Regions from separate parts of the Mus musculus genome. Here region 2 is linked to region 1. Evidence: chromatin contacts called from public HiChIP or PLAC-seq data. All regions are on one chromosome and are shown on one strand. Each heading gives the region's core, a stretch centred on a gene start, on an enhancer-like site or on the middle of the called end of the contact. The rest is flanking DNA. Distances are from core to core; before and after follow the strand shown.

Evidence for each region. HiChIP or PLAC-seq counts read pairs in DNA pulled down with a chosen protein or histone mark.
Region 2: a contact with region 1 is called in an H3K27ac HiChIP or PLAC-seq map of neural progenitor cells, with 2.7 times the contacts expected there. The contact joins the promoter of Sorcs1 here to the enhancer-like site in region 1. A contact is called at or near these places in 5 of 484 Hi-C or Micro-C datasets (Sertoli cells, cerebral cortex, cortical glia and 2 more), 3 of 115 datasets of contacts at active chromatin or transcription factors (embryonic fibroblasts, embryonic stem cells and neural progenitor cells) and 1 of 9 other capture datasets (adipose tissue).

Annotation. Positions count from the first base shown.
Region 1 is chr19:50,614,809-50,619,051 of GRCm38.p6, reverse strand. All of the region lies in intron 1 of Sorcs1 (sortilin-related VPS10 domain containing receptor 1), which reads left to right. Among named protein-coding and RNA genes, the nearest start is that of Gm26629, 60 kb to the left of the region's middle. Within about 2 kb of position 2,156, at least 10 of the 459 cell types and tissues checked have an H3K27ac peak or open chromatin away from gene starts, as enhancers often do. A contact at or near this core is called in cortical glia, neural progenitor cells and neural stem cells, where this site is marked.
Region 2 is chr19:50,676,922-50,681,139 of GRCm38.p6, reverse strand. Sorcs1 (sortilin-related VPS10 domain containing receptor 1) reads left to right here and starts at 2,494. Exons shown (of 26, transcript NM_021377.3): 1 at 2,494-3,229. The coding sequence starts at 2,672. Gm26629 (predicted gene, 26629) reads right to left here and starts at 3,735. Exons shown (of 8, transcript NR_166832.1): 1 at 3,624-3,735.

The DNA.
Region 1 (4,243 bases), core at 907-3,406:
GGTCTTACCATAAACAGAGCTACTCCATTTCCTACGCATTAAACTCTCTCTAGTTTTCCATAAACCAGAAAGCAAACAGCAGCCAGAATGGCTGCCATCCTTGTTCCAGACAGGAAAACACCACCGTACTACCAGAGACCTTGTGTTGATGCTGAGCCACAAATAAAAGCTACCCTTTGGACTCTGTTTTCTCAAGGTTATGTGCTGGGCACTTTTCATGTGTATCTTAATTGTGTTTATCAGTTCTGAGTTTTATAGGTAAAATAGTGAATGCAACTACTGCCATTGCAACCAGAACACAAAGTTTTGGAGACATGTGTAGAAAACAACAATAAAAACTGAAATGATTTAGGAAAAATAAAAAATTTTTTGTTGAGACAATTACACAGCTGTCATTAAATGAGAAACTCTAGCATTTAAAGGGGAACTGTCCGAGGCTAGAGAAATGTGTTTACAGACTTACAGGAGATCTTATTTAATATTTCTTTTATGTCCCCCTTTCTTATTTTTAATTTTCCCATATCTTCACAAGAAATGACAGCCTTATCCCTTGTTTAAGTACTTGGTGGCCCTTCATACGGAAAGGTACTATAATCTTCCAGTTTTTTAAATTAAGCTCATTGCCTATAATTTCATAACCACAGCTGCAGAAGGATGAATGTCTAGAACCTTTGAAATGGGATTCAAGTGCTATATGTGTGTCCTTATACATGCACTCATGGGCAATCAGTTCTATTTGGGAAGGAGTTAGTGGGTATTCGAGGATGTCAAACGCCCAGTACTGCTATTTAAGAAGTAATGAGCTCGAGCAATAAGATCTGTCAAGGTCTTTGCATTGTACCACATTGCCTTTTCAGTTCATTAAATCATCTTTCTCTAGAAAAAAATTACTCATTATGGTTCAAGGATAAAAGCTATTTAATAAGTACAGACTGGCTAGTGTCCATATAAGATGGCATGTTTGTATAACAAAATATGGCCTGCTGCAAGCTTCCAATAACCCTTTATAGATGAGGAGCTAGCCACCCTAGTGGTGGCATGTTAAATGTAGTGGCCTTTTTCATTTTGGCAGCGAACAGTTACATGGCTTCATCAAAGATCAGGCTAAGACTGACTTAAAGTACAAAAGATTAAACCATGGAAGAATAAGGACAACCTCCAAATATTATAACCCTCTGGCTAGTGTTTTATTTCCCTGTATTTCATAATATTTTTTGAGTGGAATTGAATAATACAACAAATTGCAGAATTCCAAACCAATTGGAGAGAACACTTCACAACCAGCATCCATTTTGACTGCATTGGAAAATACAAATGTGCAAGATACAGAATCTGCAGCCCCCCCACCCCCACACCCTGTGCTTTCTCCAGTAAGCCACACCCCCAGCTGAATCTTTAAAAAAAAAATGGTCTAAGAGCATACCAGTATCTGTGGCAAAGTCAGATATTGAACATGATGAATGGGCGCTTATCTGAATACTGATTCATGCTCTTTGACTCTTCAATGTCTTCTATGGTTTGATAACTTTGCTCTCTGACGAGCAAAAGCACCCAAGATAAGAATCTCAGAATATCCCTACAATTTAAGCTGCTTTCTATAAACTTCTTTCAGTTATTAAAAACCTAACATCTTAGTGAGTTTGTCTAGGAGAAGGCTATCCCCCCGAGAATCCATGTGTGGAATGAAGTGCGTCACCTGCTCACACAGAAGCTCTGAGAAGTATCTTAACTGTGCATCTCTGTGCTCTCCCTTGCGACTGGCAGTGGCCATGGCTGGGTTTCTCAGTGTGTGTTAGGACTTCTGTGTGAGTTGTGAGCCTGGCAGGTATTATACTTAGCTGTGATTATGCAGACGATTCTTTGCTGTGAAAGTCCTCTTCCCAGTGAGCACAGGCTTCGCAAATCCTTATTTTGACAGCATTTGTGGAAGTGCTTTGGGCTCTAAGTCACTTCCAGCCTCTGGACTACTTTATTCAGCAACATTCTTCTTCTGCACAATAGGCCTTAGAAATCTGTTTGGTAATAGGGAGAAGGCCTTGGTTTGTTTTATTGTCAAATTCCAATTGCTTTGTGAGTGACTGTAAAATACAGAGCTGATGTCTGTGCTGGGTTTCGGTGGCATAATACAAAATGCTTATTGTCGGTGCCTCTTGAGAACAGCATTGCATAGCTGGAAAAGAGAATTCTGTTTATACTCCCAGAGTGTTCAGCCAAGTAGGATCTTCAAAGTCTTATCTTAATTGCGTGACATACTTTTGGGTGCCACTGAACTTCTGTGTTTCCCAAGCTGGGAAATGGAGAAAATGCACTTGGGATCTTGTTTTTGTTGTCCTATTTCTCTTCAAAAGAGCCCTTAGCATTTATTCTCTCCCACGTTTCCCTATAGTCATAGTGCATGGCCCTCACTGTAACCTCTAATGAGGATGGTGTTTGATAAGAAATGAATTATGTAAGAGCTTTAAAAAAAATGAAGCACTGTGTAAGGTGTCCAGAAAAACAAAACAAAACAAAACAAAACAAAACAAAACAAAAACAAAAACAAGTGACTAAATGTGCTTTGACCAGGTTTCTGGTGCTTTACAAACCAACCTCAATACTGCTTGTGGAATGATCATGACCTCAATTCTATTATAAGACACCCCCACTCAGTCACCTCAGTCACTGTATGCTGATTCTCCAGCCTGTCGTTCCCTTGTGGTTACCTAAAGCTGGTGTCTGGGCTTCCTTAGATTTTGGTGATAGTTTTAGAGTTTCTTGAGATCTGATGTTTTTTAAAGTCTAAGAGCAGAAAGCATGTTAAACTTGAATCTCTATCTGTGTGTGTGTGTGTGTGTGTGTGTGTGTGTGTGTGTGTGTGTGTGTGTGTGTGTGCGTGCGCGCGTGCACTCGTGTGCACATGCTCTACCTCTTTCTGTCTCTGTGCACTATACCACTCCCACCCGTATTTCTTCAAGTTTAAGTAAACGTGGTTATTTACCTCTTATACTACAAGAATTTTTGTGGACTTGGATCTCTTCAACAAAGCAAAACCTTTGAGGTCCTCATACCATCCAAACTGTCACTGTGATGTAATGTGAATTCCACAGGCTGAGCTTCTAAACTTTTCATTCCTTGGCATTCATATGTGGTAGATAGCAGATCTTCAATAAGCGTGGAATGAAGAGTCTCATAGGCTATGGATTCTAGAATTCTTCAGAAAGTGGCATAGATTTGAAAGCCTTATTTCTACTTAGAGAATCCCAGTTTTTGAAAACAGAAGTGTTCCGATTTTTGTAGCATTTACTTTCTATCGGTGGAGCAGGAAGTGATTTAATAAATATGTCAAACTGGACATTGTTGTGCTTATATTTGCAACAATTATATTTACATTCAAAAATTTCAAATTCTTTTACACTAAAATAGTTCAGTACTTTCTATGTCGGTCTCTCATTCCTTGTTCACACTTCTTCCTTTCTTCCCATCTCTTTCCATGTATATACTTATATTTACATGCTAATATTTTGGTCACTATACACAGTGTGCCTTAATTGAAACTTTGTCTTTAGATTGACAAACAGAATTGGATTTATTCTTTTAAAAATGATTTCCCCCTACTCTGGCCACTGAGTATGTTTCAGAAAAAAATTTCTTACAGTTTTAACTGTATTCAATTTAAAAGTTTCTCTTACTCTGAGTATTAGAAAACTTACCATAATCATGGATGGCTGTTCAACATCTTTCTTATGCTACACCTGGAAAGCCAAGCCAAGAGGCCACACATGGCTCATCAAGTCAAGCCAGTGAGCCCTCTCTAACCAGAATCTAGATCTGATGGCACAGAGCTCATTATTCCACTCCAAGGTTTTATGTTGAAATACTTATTTCTAATTTGAATTTGTTCTCTCTCTCTCTCTCTCTCTCTCTCTCTCTCTCTCTCTCTCTCTCTCTCTCTCTCTCTCTCTCTCTCTCTCTCTCTCCCTGTCTCTCACTCTCTCTCTCCCCCTTTCTCTCTCCCTCACTGCCCCCTCCAAAGATGTGTAGATGTTTTATGAACCAGAAAAGTTTGCATTTTGAGTATCTCTGGCTTATGTGAGAGGCTGCAGAGGGGAATCACTGCAGGTGTGCACCGTGTCTTGGATTCCTTTGATGGACTGAGTCTACAAATTCTTAAAATGCTTTAGCGCCCTGATGACAAGAGGGAGAACACAGTACAGATCACATCTGCCCCTTCTGTACGTGAGGTGCTTGTATCTTAGTACTAAAA
Region 2 (4,218 bases), core at 1,245-3,744, 62 kb before region 1:
GGCCAACCCTCAGCTTCCCTACTGCTAGGATTACAGCCATGAGGCCCACACCTGTCTTTTGTGGTGTCATCTTAACACACGTGTGAAAAGATCTAAGTTCTAGGAAGAAAATTCCACTCCATTTGTAGCATTTTATTGAGGATGGTATTTATTTTAATACTGGAGATTTAATGCAGCAATATCTAAAGCCAGGAAGCTCTAATTAATCTCGACTTGGACTCTTTTTGCTTTGTTCCAGGCTTCCTTCTTAGATGGGACTTGACTGGGTTCCTCATCTTTACTCTGTGTCTTTCCTTTCCTGGAGGAACTCTCACTCACCTACCCAGATTGGAAAGGAGGTTAACAAAGTATGGAAAGGAAGCATTGAGCAGGTGATGACCCTGCCTTGCTCTAATATCTTTTCTAAGGGAAGGAGCAAGCCTACCTGGGGGGGGGGGGGCTGCGGAGGAGGTTTGATGCAGTGGACAGGAAGCCTGGGGTAGGAGATCAGACTACTGATTCTTGCCATTCTGTGACAGCTACAGCCTGCCAGGATATGTTTCTGTTTTAGCAGGGTCTGTATTTGTGTAGTGATGGCACTTTTCAAAAGAGCCCTTGGCTTTTAATCGCTGGAGGACACGTTTAGGCACCCAGCTTTGATTCTTGATATAAATAGTTCCTATGTGCTTGCTCGTTGACTGCTTTTGTTATAAGAACAATGCTATTTTTATTAGTTTCGGTTATTTTTTTATCTATTTGTCTATTTATTCATGTGTCTATTTATTTTTTAATTTACATAAGGCTCCACTCTGTAGCCTAAACACATCTGCAACTTTGTCCTGTCCTATCCTATCCTTGAATTAATGGAGACCATTCTGGTTCAGTCTCTCCGGGATTGGGATTGCAGTGTGCTGTAGGAACCATCATGATGTCACATCTCCCCGGAATAGATTTTTATCATAAAGTTGTTCCTCTGGAGTATCATCAGGAAGGTTTCATTAACTGAAGATTAATTATCACTGTGTATTACTTTCAAGTGGGGCTCATCACAAACTTTGAATTTTGTAGAGTAAGATGATGATTCCAAGTGCAAAACTGAACAAAAATCAAACTGCACACGGGAATTAACACTATTTCATAACATCTGTTCATTCAATCCATAAACATTCCTTCAATAATTTTATAATTCTCATGTGCTCAAGAGGACATTATTTGGTGCGTGGAAATGGTAAAGAGATGCGATGGCATTTAAACCTTGGCATCAACTAACAATTTGAAAAAGGCCTGGCTTTAGATGAACTGCAATTTCCAAAGCGCTCCCACCTACTATAAATCATTACCTCAATTTCTGAGTAGAGGCAGGGGATCTTGGGTGGATTGATATTATAATCACATAATTACAGAATTTTAGGGTCACAAAGGATTTTAAAGGTCATGTATTGCAACCACTTAATTTAATATTTGGGAAGCACAATTACCTGAAGGTCCCACAGCAAACACTTTCAAGCGCGGGCTTGCTGGGGGGGGGGGGATCTGAATGCATGTGTTAGCAACCCTGAGCTAGACACCAGTGATGCCAGAAGAATACAACACATTTCCTCTATTTGTTGATATACAGATCTATAACAAACTCACAACACATACTCATCAAGCCAATCACTTACATTTGCTACCATTCAGTGCACTGTTACCAAACACAGAGAATAATACGGCAAACAGGTCACTTCGGAGTCTCCCTTCTCTCAAGGAGCTTATGGTCTCTTAAGGACAGTTGCCAAGATGTATATAACTACAAAATACTTGGGGAATCTTAACTTTAATTGTGTTGTCAACTGTGAGTGCTTTCAATACTGGAGAGTGCTTAAAAAGACCTGAAATCTAGGAGGAATCACAGAGGAGAGAAAATCTCACCAACTATATATATATATACACACACACATAGACTGAGCAGGACACACACACACACACACACACACACACACACACACACACACACACAGTTTATTGCACCACTCTCTGCTGCCTTCTGAGATCTTCTCCAGGCCTGGGCACACAAAGTAAGGACTACATGCCAACTCACCCAGTTTAAGAGGGAGAGCAAGAGCCCACTCATCTTCTAAACTGGAAAAGACCAGAAAAAGAGAAAAGGGGAGAAACAACCACAGAGAGAAGGGAAAACAGGAATAGGAAACCCTTCACAGCGCCTGCTCCGGGAGCCTGGGGCTGCTCGCCCCAAGAGGAAGGGTGCTTGCTCGGGCTGCTTGCGGGGACTCGGCGCGCCTTGGGGAGGGTAGGCGACAGCGCAGCCCGCGCCCGCAGCCCTGGACACAGCGCAGCTCGGAGACGGGACGCAGTGCCCCGGAGCCCCGGCAGAGCCCGCCCTCCCTCCCGCGTCGCCAGCCGGCGCGCGGCGCCCTCTCCGCCCGTGACTTCAGTTCGGCTCCACCCCCGCGCGGCGGCGGCGGCGGCGGTGGCTCGCAGCTCCGTCCCAACCCGCGCGCTCCGCACAAGCCCAGCCTGGGCGAGCGGCAGGCACCTGCCCGGCGCCGCCTCCGCGCGCCCCGCCGCCGCCCAGCCCAACTTGGATGGAGTTGTGGTCCTGAGCGCACGCCCTGCCGCCGTCAGCCTGTAGCCTCGCTCCGCTGCCTGCCTTCGGTCCGGGACCCCCTCTCCGCTTCTCTACGCTCCAGAGATGGGAAAAGTTGGCGCTGGAGACGGCTCCTCGGCCGGGCTGAGCGCGCTCCTTGCAGGAGCGGGGCTTCTGATGCTCTTAGCCCCCGGCGTCTGCAGCAGCCTCTCTTGCTGCCCTCCGCAGCACCCTAGCTCGACCCCACGCCGGACCCTTACCCCAAGAGGCTTTCCTCACCCGGGACCTCTGGGTCGGGCTCCTGCCACGCCCCCGCCCCTCTTCATGAGACCCCTGTTCGCAGTGGCCCCCGGGGACCGTGCGCTGTTTCTGGAGCGAGCTGGGGGCAGCAGGGTGTCAGTGGCGACCGCTGCACGCTCTGGCCGTAGGAGACGGAGTGGAACGGAACCCGAGAAGATTGAACCCGGAGAGGGTGCGAGTCGGAGCCGCCGGGACATGCTAAAGGATGGAGGGCAGCAGGGGCTTGGGACTGGCGCACGGGACCCGGACAAAGCCACCCGCTTCCGGATGGAGGAGCTGAGACTGACCAGCACCACATTTGCTCTGACAGGAGACTCAGCACACAACCAAGCTATGGTCCACTGGTCTGGCCACAACAGCAGCGTGAGTAGAATGGAACTGGGGGCAAAGGGGCGAGAGAAGGAAAGGGTTACCTTTCACTGTAAGAGCTGGCGGAGAATTGGGGGCGGAGGGGGGGGGGGCAAAGAGGTTTCTTTCTTGGGAGATGCTGCACAGTGAAGTCTTCCCAGCTAGCCTCCCCCAAGAGTTAATGGTGCCTACTAGGGTGCCCCCACCGCCACCTTCAGAGTGTTCTCCAGATCAAAAGGTTCAAATTGGAACGGACCAGGCAGATCTTTTTTATTTCTTCAATGGCACTGGAGAGTAGAACTGAAGACCAAATATGGGGGTTGTATGTGCGTTAAAGTATTTTTAATGAAGATCTGAAAGGGTTAAATCTCCAAGCCCACTGAAATCCCCTGAAGGGACATTTCCTTACCTGATAGACTGATGGAGCACACGGAGAAGTCGCCTCTGTGGGCTTTTTATTTTATTTTTATACAGAGCTCCTAGCCCCTTGTTCTACCCCGGAGAAGGCAAACTGCAGTACGATATAAGGTGCCCTTTGGTATTAGAAATCTATTTGGGAACCAAACGGATGCAAGTTTCAGTGCAGAGGCTCCCCAGCATCTCCTGACAGCATTAGCAAGTGCATCTTGAGAGCCAGGCTTTTCTAGCCCATGAAAGGGCAGTTGTTCTCTGGCATGGTCAGCCTGGGGAAGATCAGATAGATAGATCCCAGTGACAACAACTCCCTGTTTTCCCACCGACTGACCTCCTCTAGGGAGGAGCTGAAATAAAGATTTGAGTTACCCTTTATTAGGAAGACAGGGACGAGATTTCAGGCCCTGGGAGAAGATTTAGGGTGCAAGTCACTGGTTCTGTCAGGAGCTTCCGATTTTCAGAGGAGCCTGAATGTTTGAAATGTGAGGAAGCTACCCAGTTTAGCCCAAACCTAGAAACTTCAATGCGCTGAAATAGTAACGAACCAGCTTTGATGGTAATAACTGAAGACGATTTTAAAAGCGTGTAAA